Linked DNA regions of Sus scrofa: regions 1, 2 and 3 are each linked to region 4. The links are chromatin contacts, called in public HiChIP or PLAC-seq and promoter capture Hi-C maps. All regions are on one chromosome and are shown on one strand. Each heading gives the region's core, a stretch centred on a gene start, on an enhancer-like site or on the middle of the called end of the contact. The rest is flanking DNA. Distances are from core to core; before and after follow the strand shown.

Region 1 (3,334 bases), core at 320-2,819, 1.2 Mb after region 4:
GTGGAAAGGGGATTCTGGCAGCTTGTGCCTACTAGTTACGTGTGAGTAAAGCCAGTTTTTGCAGGGCAGTGGTGAAGGACTGGGGCTGTATTAGAAAAGTCCTCTGGGCTAGCTTGCTTTGAACTCTTGTTCATCATTATTTTATGTGGCAGCTTTTCTTTGTGTTGGTGGAAAGGAAAAGAAAAACACAGGAGATTTGCCTTTAGATTCTAAATCAAAGCTCTGCTCTGCTGATTGCTGGAGTGGCTTTTCAAAGGCAAGCAAGTGGGGACATTAAAATTCCTTGCTTCTGTGCACCGGAGCTGAGGTTTATCATTTTTAAAATTCTAAGTAGCAAAAAGAGCATTTTTCAATGTATCTTATGTTTACCTCAAAACATCACTAGTATTTTTTTTTTTTCAATTTGATTGCCGTTTGGAGAAGATAAAACAAGGTGGGGAAATACTTAAAAAGGGAAAAGGATAACCTATAGAGAGGATGTGAGGAGGTATCTCTTGTCATGGGATTTCAGAACCATAAGGAATTAGGCCATTGGCCCTAACACACCCTTTTTGGTAGCGACCCCAAGTCAAAGACAGCAGTTGCTTAAGACTCCTATCCAGAAAGTCAGAACTAGACTCTCCTCGCTGGATTCCCACTCCGCCCTCTTTACGCTGCCCTATGCTGCCTCTAGCGTTTACATCGAGAAACTATAAAGGGTGGGGGCAGCAGATGGTGAAGAAAAGCTGGAGAGGGTCGGAGAAACTTCTAAGGCGAAAAGTTCAATACCTAGGTCAAGACGCTTGAATATTTATCTGCCTAGACAGAGAGAAGCAGCCTGCTCGTACCAGGCATTAAATGCATAGAACAGTAGCTACCGCTGAATACCTGGAATGCTTATTTTCCATTTTGGAAGATCAGCTAATCCCTTCTCTTTCGCCCTCCACGCCTTCTACTCTTATTCGAGTGATCGTCTTTCCTTGAACGTCGCGTGGGCTTGTTCTTTTATACCACACTTGCTCACCTGTGTCTTAGATGTATCTCTCAGTCCTGTCTCCCTCAATCCTGTCTCCCCTCCTATTTCCCAAATCGTTATCCTGGGTTTTCTTAAACTGTAAATTCAAGCCACATTTAGATGGACAGGAAAAGTCGCTGGATTCCTTATTTCGGCGAATGTCCAGAGGACTATTGCAGCCCCTTACCACCCCCACCCCCACCCCCATTTAACTATACTCGGAAGACCCTCAAGGAGCACTTATGGAAAGGAAAGGGTGATTTTGTGGCCGTCGGTGGAGAGCTAGAGCAAGTGGTGGAAGGAGAGGCAAGGGACCACATTTGTGCCTGTTCCGAGGCGCAGAGCAGAACAACCTGCACGCGTTCGCTGCCGCCCTGACCGAGGAATAGTGACCAACGAGGAATAGATTGGTGCCTCGGGTGGGTAAACACGGCCGGCCTGGAGAGCGGCGCAAAGGGTGGTGGTGGCAACGCGAAAGACCTCTTTGTGCAGGCCTTAGAGGGGTGGGAATGAGAGAGGCGCAAGCCCAGCGGGACCTGGAGTCTGGGGTTTTGGGTCGCCGCTACCCGCCACTCTGCAGCGGTGCCAGAAAGATCCGGGTTGTGCCGGCAGGGGGAGGTGTGACGCTGGAGGGGTGGGGTAGAGGTTCTTAGGTTTGGTCTTCGGAATCGGGGAGAAGAGAAAGCAGATTGGAGAAAGACGGAATTGAGGGATTTGCCTCCCGCCCCCTCCCCTAGGCGACAGAGACATCCCGGCAGCTGGAAGGGCACAGCCCCTCGCCCCGCGCTCTCTCAGCAGTTGCAGAATCGGGAGAGCAGCCCCCGAGGCGGAGCCTCCCTTCTGCCCTGGTTACCGCTGCCCCCACCTGGGGGAGAGAGGCGGGCGCCGTGCTGCCTCCCTCAGCGCCCCGGCCGCGTGGCTTGCGGCTTATTTTCCCAGCTGGCAAGCGTCGCGCTGCAGACAAGGGAATGCCTGTGGTGAGTTGTTTATTTTGTTGAAGTTTGCGGTGGGCCAGGGGGACGTGGGGGGCGAGCAGCAGGCAGCGGCCGGGACTATTTTGTTTAGGTCTCGGTCCACCTGTGTGGTATAAATCTGCCAGTCTCAGGGCGGCGGGGGGCCAGGGTGTGAAAATCCCAACTCTGCAAAAGGCCCCTCCTTGCCACTTGCAGACCTAGAACCACATTTGATTCTCCACTCTTAGAATCATCTAGATCCCAGCTATCACTATCCCCATGCCCCTGATCAGTGCTTCCAGCACCGGTTGCAAACAGGGCTCGCGCTCCAAAGGAGAGTTAACGCCCACCGCCCAGAGACAGCTGGCTATTGAAATTCTTCCCGGATACCCTTCCCGGTTCCTTGAGGATAGTGGAGTTGAGGATTTGATATGAGGGGCGATCGTGAAATTACTGGAAACTTGTTTTAGTTGTTTCTGGTATGAAGTCGGTTCAGAGGTGTCAGGTCTGCCCTTTACTACAAACTAGGATTTGGGTTGGCCAGAGTTTCCCCGACTTGAGGCCGGGGCGAGTAAGCAGTCGGCTCCCAGGGGAACCCAGAGGAACCCCCGGGGCTGATAGCAGTCGCGGCACCGGCTGCGTTTGCCTGGAAGAAAAGCCTAAATACATTAGCGAGCTGGTAAAGCTTTTAGGGCCTTCTCGGGAGTGAGTGGCTGGCTAATGAGAGGTTAATTTTGTTTGGAAGGGAAGGCTGCGCTGGTTTCCTGAGATAAATGGACAGGAAGCGCATTACCTCCGCGCGCTGGCAAGCGACTCCCAAATGCTTTTTGCACCTGCCGTTTTGAGCGGTGCGAGCCACAGAGAAGCCTGCAGGGATAACTGGGGCCCGTTGTGTACGCTCGGGCGATGAGCTCTACGCTCACTCCGGGCCCTCTCTTTCTGGGGGCTCAGCGCTCACCCCCAGCTCTGGGACTCTTCTCTCACACCCAGGTCCTGCGCGTTACGGAACTCAGACACCCCTCGATACTGCCAAGTCCTCTCCAGGAGCGGAAGGGTTAAGAATGATGTAAGTACAATCCACTAGCTGCTTGCTGCTGGGCTGTCGGACTCGAGCTACTTCAGCCCCTGCTTTGCGTACGGTGGGCTGGGGAGCAGCGAGGGAGACTTTACTCTAGAATGGGTTGCACAAATCTCAATCCCGGGTGCGATTCTTGGCTCCTCTGACCCCGGTGATCTGTTAAGAGACCGACGTGTTAGATTTCTGGAAATGGAGATTCTGTATATTAACAGGAATTCAACTAAGATATCACATAAAGGTTCAGGAAAGGAAACCACATCTTGTTTACGATCCATTAATGTTCTGGCATGTGTTTTAATTCTGTCCATT
Region 2 (3,155 bases), core at 422-2,921, 1.2 Mb after region 4:
GGCAGAGAAAGCAGAAAAAGGAGGAGAAATTATTAGTTCTACGATATATCTGTAAGTGTGAAAGATCATTTTATGAGATAGAAATGGGCCTACCTTGGTTATTGATGCTGTACTTCCCAAACAAGGTACACCTTTATATTGTCCATAGACATTTGAATACTCTGGATAATAAGTCTTTTGCCATCCTTCTAGTCTCTGGAATGAGGAAATGTGGAAGATATTAGTGGAGACCATCTAAAAATGTATAAATGTATTTTATACATGTCTGGATATTTTCTGCGTTTTATATTTTGCATCTCTCTGACTGTGCCACTCTCTCTGACCCACATGTGGTTTGGAAGGATGAAGGGGACCTTCAAAATCCCCCATTTGTAAATGAAATTAACCCACACCTGCCAGGCAGGATTCCATGTGGGTGCTGTGGGCCTCTGCTACTTTAAAGCAAATCCACACTCCTCCTTAGTTTAAACCAGAGGCAGGAGGCCAAGTCAGATACACAGCTGAGAGTTAGAACTTGTTTTCCTGTCACATTTCCAAATGTCTCTCTCTGCCCTGTTAAATTTTCTTTGAGTCAACATTTTGAGAGGAAGGGGCACGAAGGAAACATTGGGTGGTTGGTCCTTTGTTTTGTTGGCTTCAATTAATGCAAAGCAAACAGTTTCTACCTGTGTGGAATGTGTGGTGGCGTGTAAAAAGAGTTACCTATGGTGTTGAACAATGAAAAAGGCTACCTTACCCATTTTGTCTTTGTTTGTTTTGACTGCAGTAGAACTTGCTCTTCCACTGTTCTGAATTTTGTGGGTGGGGTAACTTTAGGACAGCTTAAACTGCTCAACTTGTCAGTAAGTGATAACTAACAAGGATAGCAACACACAACTAAGATACAAAATTTAAAGAACACCCTTGCAGTGAAAACAATGCTGCTGAGTTTAGAAGGAACTTCAGATGAAATTGAGTCTGTGGAGAGAGGAGTTCTGTACGTCCCAGTTAGCTGGTTATTTTAGGGGTTAGAGCCTATTTCTGCTGGGGTTCTTTCAGTGTTGAAACAAAGTCTGTACACTGGAGATAGAATTGATGTGATAGCATTTTAAACACTAACCTCTCATCTGCTCTGCATATGCTCCTGAGATTGGGGGTCAGGGTATAATTTCCATTTAAATGTGTGTGTGAGTACAAACATACGCACGCACTTGTGTGTTTATGTGATGTCTGTGTCTTCCCCTCGCCCTGTCTCAGGAAAGTGAAGACAGAAGGACATTGTTTCGTAGATTTCTGGTTAACTGGCCTCTTGGAATATATGGTCACTGTCTCTAACTGCCTCGTTCCTGAGTGGGCTTTCCTTTTTTTTTTTTTTTTTTTTTTTTAATAGTCCTGGGAACTTGACTTAAAAGTAACAGAGGGTGAGTGTATGGTGAAGACCTTCAAGCCCTTTTGCTTTTCAAACCACCACCCCAAACTGAAAAATGATCAAAGAGGCTCTGAGTTCCTAATCCCCATTGGTTTGGGAAACAGCTGCGCTGAACCTAGGCCCAGAGCCTTTGCCAGAGGTCCCGCTAGAGCCTGAGAATCTGTGGCGCTGCGCCCACCCCCCACCCCCCCACCTCCTCGCTATTTCAGGAAGATCCCTGAAAGCAGGACCTGCTAGGGCAGATTCCTGCCCTAGAGTTACTGCCTCCAGCCCTGGCTCTCACCTTTCAGAGTATTTTTAGCCTCTGGTCTAAAGCACAGTGGCAGCCTAGGCCTGTAATACTGTCCATACATGCTTAACGTGACATGTAGAAGCATAGAGAGTTCCTACATTTGCTGGCCTCCTCATAATGCAAAGTCTAAACACAACAAACCGACAGGAATTTCCCTTTGGAGTTCTCTGAGGGCAAAGACTGTGAGGACCAAAGGCCTTTCCTCCCCCAACTCAGCCCAGTGTCGTCGTAGCTCTGGTCTGTACAGGGAAGCTGGCCGATTTCCCTGTTTCTGAGCCTATTTATGCTTCCAGCCCTCCTTATTTGAAGTGTACAGAGATTGCCCTTTGGAAGTCGACATTTTTTTGCCAGTCCCTTTTAGGTGTCATCCCTGGGCCTGCTTTCCTTCTTCTCTCACATGCTCTTTCCAGCCGCTGAGCCCCATGCTTCTCCCCTGGACCACCCTAGCAGCCTCAGCTGTGGGTGTCTTTCCCCTCTAGTTTGGTTTTTTCTTTCTCCACCTGCTGCCAAGAACCCCTCCAGCAGCCAAGGCAGCCCTTGTTCCTGCATGTATTACCTAGGGCAACACTGAGGAATAAGTAAGTCTGATCCATTCCATTTCTCTGGAATCTTGTCCGTGCTCCTAGAACAGAGCTCTGTGTAAAGAAACTCATGAGGGTAGAGAAACCTATTTCAATAATCTCTTTAGTAGATTTTTATAGTCGCCTTCAAGCCCTAAAAGAAGTCTGGAGTAAGATTTTCAACCTGCCACCCTCCTCTTAAACACACGGATTACTCTCTTTCTGGTAGTGTCTTGTCCTAGTCCAATGAAATTATTTAAGGAAACAGTTTTGTAGGAAAGTATTTTGTAGTATTAAGTTCAGACTTCCTGTAGGGAGACAGCTGATATGTAGGCTGAGTAGTGATTGTAAAATTACATTCAGTTCATTGAGTTCACACCTTCCTGTCAATTTTTTTTCTTAGTGTTTTAGGAAAATTATCAATGGCATCAGTTATTAACCTGTCCCACATTTTTTCCTTAAATGTGGTACTCGCCAAGTTTTTGCATGAAATCGTTCAAACAGAAAATTACTCTAGACGAGTATTCTTTTGTTTCCTGCTCCACAAAAGGGAGAGCAATCCAGAGGTCTCCTTGTGCAGGAAACATACAATCCTGGTTTCCCTGGGGGGAGCAGGTGGGGTGAGGGGGTGCAGGGAAAACTCTGGAAGGCAGGTAGTTGTCTTCAAGGACCTCCGCTTCCTTCCTTCCCATGCTTCAGAGCTTCCCAGGCTCAGACTTCTCAACGTTTAGAAAAATTGACCCTCTTAAGTTAAGATTAGGTGTTTTAGAGCTGGAAATACAACATGTGTATTTTTTTTATTTGAAGCACATGTTCCTGCTGGAATGGTTTCTTTTTTGCTCAGTCTCGAGGACTGAGCACAGAGGCTGTAGGCCACTGAGCTGTGTAAGAGCAA
Region 3 (2,895 bases), core at 82-2,581, 1.7 Mb before region 4:
CATCCTGTTCATGAAAGAGCCTATGCGTATTACCTTTCAGGCTGTATTATTACTTCACTTTTTTCCCCTAGAATGTGAGTTCCTTTTACATATACTTGTATGCTCCCACAGATCTGCTTTATTAACAAGGCTACTTGGCTAACAGAGAGTAAGTTCTCTAGAATGCCATGACATTTTGCAATCAGAGACAGACCACTGCAATAAGTTAGGGCATGGACTACTCAAATTCAACTCCTACTCAGAATGGCTCCCCGTGTAACCTTGGACAAGTCATTTAACCTGTCCAAGTCTCAGTTTTCCTATCTGAAAAAAAAAAAATGGTGAAAATGAGGATTACACAAAATATTCCATGTACAAGTACCATGCACACATTAAGTACTCAATAAATGCTCGGTATAATGATCAGCACATAATAAGTGTCATGTGAGTATTAAATAACTTCTGTCCCTTTTTCCAATTATTTTACGCAAAAAAGTCAGATATTAGCATTAAAAGTTGACTTTATGTAAATAAACACTACGATTCCTCCTTTTCTTGTCAAAACATTAAAACGACAAACAGGACACACTAATTACATACCTGAAACTGTAATAATGAAATCAGGAATTTGGCTCTGGGACATAAATTTGCTTCTTCCAGATTTCTCCAAAGAAGTCCAAGAGTCAAAAGGACCAGTGATTTCTTCAAAACCACGGCAGCAAAACAATGGAATTCTGAACCTACGTCAGTTAATCGAACACGTCACATAGCCCAACATTTCTTCCCCCGAAAACCCGTTCAGCTTCCCTCCTTTGCACTCTGAAGGCAAGGCGCACCCAAGCTTATCCCCACCTAGAGCCGAAACTTTTCTTACTAGGCCCCGCTCCTCACTTCAACGGAGCATAATAAATCCTTACCGTACGAGCAAAGCGGGAAATAGGATGAGGCAATCTATAAATATGCTTGAGAGGAAGGTATTCGAGGGGACCACAGAGTGGCCATATGGTAGCTTAGGCGGTCCAGACAGAGGCCCCACAAAGAACCACCCAATCCAATTTAAGTGACCGCCACCTCATCATCGCCCCGTTCACGGTCTCACCTAACACTCTGTCATGATTGCTCCGCGCAAAAAGAGCAGCCTCGGCACCTGTCCCTTTCTCTCTGTAGGTATCATTTCAATTGCCTACAGTAGCCAACTCTGCAGAAAGCTAGATCAACCAAAACCCACCTGGGCAATGATTCTCCTACAGAAGCTCTGTGTGGAGCCAGAGCGCAGGCGCACTTCCCAGGCATGGCTCATGTGACTGGAAGTAGCTGGATTTCGGTTCGCTCAGTGTTTGATTAAAAGGTCTTAACGTGAGTTGGGGGGGAATAAGGGAACACCTACTTTGCGCATGTGCTCATTCCAAGCCTGATGGGAGTTGTAGTTCTGCCAATGAAGCTTGGAGGAAGCCGAACTGCGCTCTATGGGATCCCCGCCCTCGTCCTCACCCAAGCGAGTTCCCAGAGGCAGGGGCGGACCCAGCGGCCCCGCTCTCAGAACAGCGCGCTGAAATGCTGCTGCTGTGGGTGTCGGTGGTTGCCACCTCGGCCCTGGCAGCACCAGTTCCTGGGGCAGGTGGGCTGAGGCAGGGAGCAGTTCAGGCTTGGCCAGATGCGCCTAACGTGGTGCTAGTCGTGAGCGACTCCTTCGTAAGTACCGAGAGGCAGGGGAGGGGGTGCCACGCTACACTCCCTCCACCGGCCCACAGCCCTTCCTGTGCTGCAGGCTTTGGGGAGCAGAATCTGAGACTTTCAAACAAGCTTTATACCCCGATGCAAAGTAAGAAACGTTTTGAGGCCCCGTACACAAAGTACGTGCACCACATAAATATGCATATAACACAGTAAATAAAACGCACTCCGATTAGCATCTTTACAAAAAAAGTTTTAATTGCTGGCTACGACCCACTAAATTATCTTACCACTAGTAAACTTTCCATCCATACACCCGCTTGATTCAGTTGTGGGGGAAAATAACTTTCTGCATCATCATAAAAGCCTGTTAGCTTTCCAGTCAGTGATCAACGTCATAAAGTATGAAGTTTTCTATTTATAGGTAACGATCTTGTACAAAGAAAATCCTAGGGAATCCACACCAAACTTTTAGAACCAATAAGTCTAGCAAAGCTATAGGATATAGGATCAACATATAAAATCATTAGGGAAATGCAAGTCAAAACCACAATCAGACACCAATTCACACCACCAAGATGTGATAATCAAAAAGACACATTTTGGGGGAGGGGAAATAGAAAGTCTAATTTTCTTATCTTTAAAGGCAAAGTTGGAACACACAGCTTAAAAAAGAAAAAAGGACTCCAGTCTTTTATAGTCTATCAATATTCCTTTGATAAGAAACTTTAAAGGGATATTTCTGAAAGCCCCATATTTGTATTAAAAGAGGTTTATCAAAAGATGAACAATTACCTCAGTTTCATCCTTTCTTGCTGAAACACAATGCTCGTATGTCTAAAATTATAATGTCAATGATACTTAGAAAAAAGAAAGACTTTTTTTTTTTTGCTCCTTCCAAGAAGAATTCTTTAATTCCCAATTCCATTCCACTATGCATTATCTCCAACCCAAACATCTCTTCTAATATCCAGGCTCATTTATCTAGCTGCCTAATTGTTATCCCCATGTATGTCTTGCAGAACACTTTACATGCCCCTTAAATTATTTTGAATGGCTGATCTTTATCATTCTTTAGGTCTCACTTCCTAAAGAAGCCTCCCCAGTTCACTCTATGAAAGTAGGTCTCCCTTCTTATTCTGTATCTTAGGTTTTTTTCAAAACACCTATCACAATAATTTGTAATTATTCTTGGTTTATTTATGAGTATGTTTTTTGCCTTCCCCACTAGACTGTAAGCTT
Region 4 (2,901 bases), core at 3-2,502:
GGATGTGGGGTAGCAGTAGCTGTGGCTGGATTCAATCCCCTGGCCCGGGAGCTTCCATAGGCCTGGGGCCATTAAAAACAAAAACAAACAAAACACATAAGTGGCTCCCTTACATTTAAGACTATGGTCCAAATTCTTTACCAGGCCTGCATGGGTATATATTTATAGCACATGATCTAGTTCTCATCTTTTCGGGTTAACTTCCACCTATTCTGCTTCTTGTTCACTATGGCCTTTCCGTTCTCAAAAACCATTCTTGCCTCAGGATCTTTGAACTTGCCACTAGAGTTTCCTCTGCCTTCAATTCTTTCCAAGGACTTCCCTGGGCTGCCTCCTTTTCATTCATTCGGCTATCAGGCCTAACCCCCCATCCTTTCCTTTACTTAGCAAATATTTATTCTGTAGCTACCAAGAACTGGGAAATTTTTAGAAAGGCCTTAAAACTTTGGATACAACAGTCAAAAAATAAGATTCTTGAACTCAGACAGTTTTCTCTGACTAAGCAATTTAAATACAATATTCATTGGTCCCGGCCCCACCACTCAGAGTTTCTATTCCTTTACCCTTTTTATCATCTTATAGCCCGTGTTATCTGATATTATCTGTTTATTCGTTTACTTGATTATATGCTCCCCTTGCCTTGTTGAATTCCCTAAAACTATTACTAAGAACCCGACGAGTATGTTAATTGATTGAAACTGAGGTAACACTATGTGACTGAGCCTGTGAGTAGAGAACTCAGTGCTGTCAATTCTTTTCAAGAGCCTTAAACCCTTCTCAGCTGGTCAGAAGCCCTGGGTCAGAGATGCCCAGGCCACGGAGATTCGAGTGTGGCTCTGGAAAAGTGGGGCAGAAAGGAAAGAAATAATTTAAAAAGGGGCCTCTGCTCTACTTGGGGGAAGAGAAAAAATTCTGAGCGAAGGATTTTGAAAATTCCGTCTCGGTGGTTTTCTTTTCCCCATTCCCAACCTCCGTCGCCTTCCAGGGCCTAAAGCGCGCACAGCTCCCAGCAAACTCGGAGAAGAGGAAGAGCACACGCGGTGGAAAAGGACGTTGGAGACAGGAAAACGGCGAACTTCTTACCGCGGTCAGGACCCTGAAGTCATCCCGGCTCATATAACGCAACTTGGCCACATTCACCTTCCCCATAACGGCCCCAAACCCAGGCCAGAAGCCTGTGGACAACCAGCGGAGAACGCAAAGTAATCGGGTACTCAGGCTTCTCAGCCACCACACAGCTGCCGGGTGACTCGCGCATGCGCTGCTTATGCAGCAGGTCCTCGTTACTAAAAAGTACCATTCTCACTGACATGCAGCAATAGAACTACTTCTGGGCTTTATGAAGCTTATAGTATGGAAAAAATTAGAGGATTTTTTTTGTAAAGTGGTTTAGTCATGGGACTAAGTCTTCCGACTGTAAGTGCTCTCCACTAAGTGACATTTGTTTTCCTTATCTGTCAGGACCGACTGCCTTAAGTGCGCGATCCGCCGCTTAGAGCAGAGAAGTGGTTTAATGGGAGGAGCAGGTTTTATCTCCTAACAGCAACTTCTGCTTTAGTCAAATGAGTTTCATTAAGAGAGGGGGGGAAAAGAACCTGAGCTGGGCTCCTGACAATCAGGTCTGTCAGATAAAAATAGTAACCACACGAGCAGACCTTTGTCTAACTGCGCATGCCCAGGACTGGGGCCCGCGTGGTTAGAGAACGCTCCGACATCAGCTCAGAACGTGGTCCAAGTTGGTCCTTAAGACACCGAGTGCGCCTGCGCTTGCTGGGGGTGGGTCCTGGAGTGCTGGGTGGGGCCCTTGTGTGCTCTGCGCTTCTCCCGCGCTTTTCCAGAAAAAGTGTGCATTTTGATGGTTCGGAGCGGGCCTACGCGGATTTGCTATTGAGGTCCCCATTTAAGGGTTTTACCAGCCCTGGCACTCGTTCCTACGTCAACAAAAATGTAAGCGCAACGGAACAGTAAACAGCTTGCACCCGACAGAGTGCGTACTCTACTTTCCCTACGACAACAAGGGTAACAAAACTTGTATAATAATATTTGCATTTATATCGCGTTTCACGAACTATATTTTAAACCTTTAAAAGACAATTATTTTGGTTTGCCTATCACCAGAGGTGTGGGTGCTGCATATGGTCGAAGATGATTGTGGGCCACTTAAGGCTTGACCGCATTTCCAATCACTGCCATTTAGCGTCTCTCAGGGTCTAGTCTCAAAACTTTACTTAAACTTTGGAAATTAGTGTTTACAGAGTTCCTTCTTTCCCCTTCCCCTGTTTTTCACTGACCCATGCACTTTTCTTTTCCAAGGCCCTACTGAGTATGTTGTTGGGTCCAAGCCCTTTCATAAAACATGCACTGGAATTCTTCTAAGACAGGCAGTTGTATCTGTTCAGTCTTCCAGTCAGAATAGTTAATATTGTTAAATCATAAAATACAGAAAGAACTACCCTCTATCCTCTGAGTACAACCTTTGCTTTTTTAACCTGAATGCAGTAAACCTTTGATTAACCATGACCAATGAATAGAACCCTTCATTGAAATGGAATTTTTCTTTCTGTAATTCACATAAGGCATGAGAAATGAAAAGTTTTTAAGGAAATCAAGTGAGTCACTTTTGGAGCAAGAATGGGAGTGGAAACAGGATCATTTGGGTGTTTACTCCTAATCCAACAATTTAGCAGTTTTTCTTAATCTATTGGCAAACCTTACCTTGTCAACTCTGCTCCAGACAAGCACCACTAATTCATTGGATTTGGCTGGAATTGCTATCGTGGTTCTGGCATAGTCCCTGAGGTTAATCACACTGAGCCCAAGTATCTTACACTTTCAATATTAATGTATATTTTCTACAAAATCCTCTTAATCAGACTCTTGAAGAGTAAAAGTGATTCAAGT

Evidence for each region. Promoter capture Hi-C pulls out the DNA fragments that hold promoters and counts their contacts. HiChIP or PLAC-seq counts read pairs in DNA pulled down with a chosen protein or histone mark.
Region 1: a contact with region 4 is called in an H3K27ac HiChIP or PLAC-seq map of alveolar macrophages, with 5 times the contacts expected there. The contact joins the promoter of RGMB here to the promoter of RIOK2 in region 4. A contact is called at or near these places in 6 of 47 Hi-C or Micro-C datasets (embryonic fibroblasts, epiblast stem cells, fibroblasts and 3 more) and 2 of 2 datasets of contacts at active chromatin or transcription factors (alveolar macrophages and skeletal muscle).
Region 2: an H3K27ac HiChIP or PLAC-seq map of skeletal muscle shows a contact between it and region 4. The contact joins the enhancer-like site here to the promoter of RIOK2 in region 4. A contact is called at or near these places in 7 of 47 Hi-C or Micro-C datasets (embryonic fibroblasts, epiblast stem cells, fetal skeletal muscle and 3 more) and 2 of 2 datasets of contacts at active chromatin or transcription factors (alveolar macrophages and skeletal muscle).
Region 3: a promoter capture Hi-C map of liver shows a contact between it and region 4, with 13 times the contacts expected there. The contact joins the promoter of TTC37 here to the promoter of RIOK2 in region 4. A contact is called at or near these places in 1 of 5 promoter capture datasets (liver) and 1 of 47 Hi-C or Micro-C datasets (skeletal muscle).

Annotation. Positions count from the first base shown.
Region 1 is chr2:105,040,910-105,044,243 of Sscrofa11.1, forward strand. RGMB (RGM domain family member B) reads left to right here and starts at 1,570. Exons shown (of 6, transcript XM_003480881.4): 1 at 1,570-1,971; 2 at 2,938-3,013. The coding sequence starts at 3,009. It overlaps LOC106509507 (a long non-coding RNA gene), which reads right to left. Exons shown (of 3, transcript XR_001307107.2): 3 at 3,289-3,334.
Region 2 is chr2:105,058,965-105,062,119 of Sscrofa11.1, forward strand. The region is part of intron 5 of RGMB (RGM domain family member B); the gene reads left to right. Among named protein-coding and RNA genes, the nearest start is that of RGMB, 18 kb to the left of the region's middle. Within about 2 kb of position 1,672, at least 31 of the 83 cell types and tissues checked have an H3K27ac peak or open chromatin away from gene starts, as enhancers often do. A contact at or near this core is called in epiblast stem cells, fetal skeletal muscle and skeletal muscle, where this site is marked.
Region 3 is chr2:102,162,689-102,165,583 of Sscrofa11.1, forward strand. TTC37 (tetratricopeptide repeat protein 37) reads right to left here and starts at 1,332. Exons shown (of 43, transcript XM_021084546.1): 1 at 1,208-1,332; 2 at 580-719. It overlaps ARSK (arylsulfatase K), which reads left to right and starts at 1,401. Exons shown (of 8, transcript XM_003354206.5): 1 at 1,401-1,671. The coding sequence starts at 1,534.
Region 4 is chr2:103,822,314-103,825,214 of Sscrofa11.1, forward strand. It overlaps RIOK2 (serine/threonine-protein kinase RIO2), which reads right to left and starts at 1,253. Exons shown (of 16, transcript XM_021085153.1): 1 at 1,084-1,253. The coding sequence starts at 1,149. LOC106509506 (a long non-coding RNA gene) reads left to right here and starts at 1,502. Exons shown (of 7, transcript XR_002342063.1): 1 at 1,502-2,019.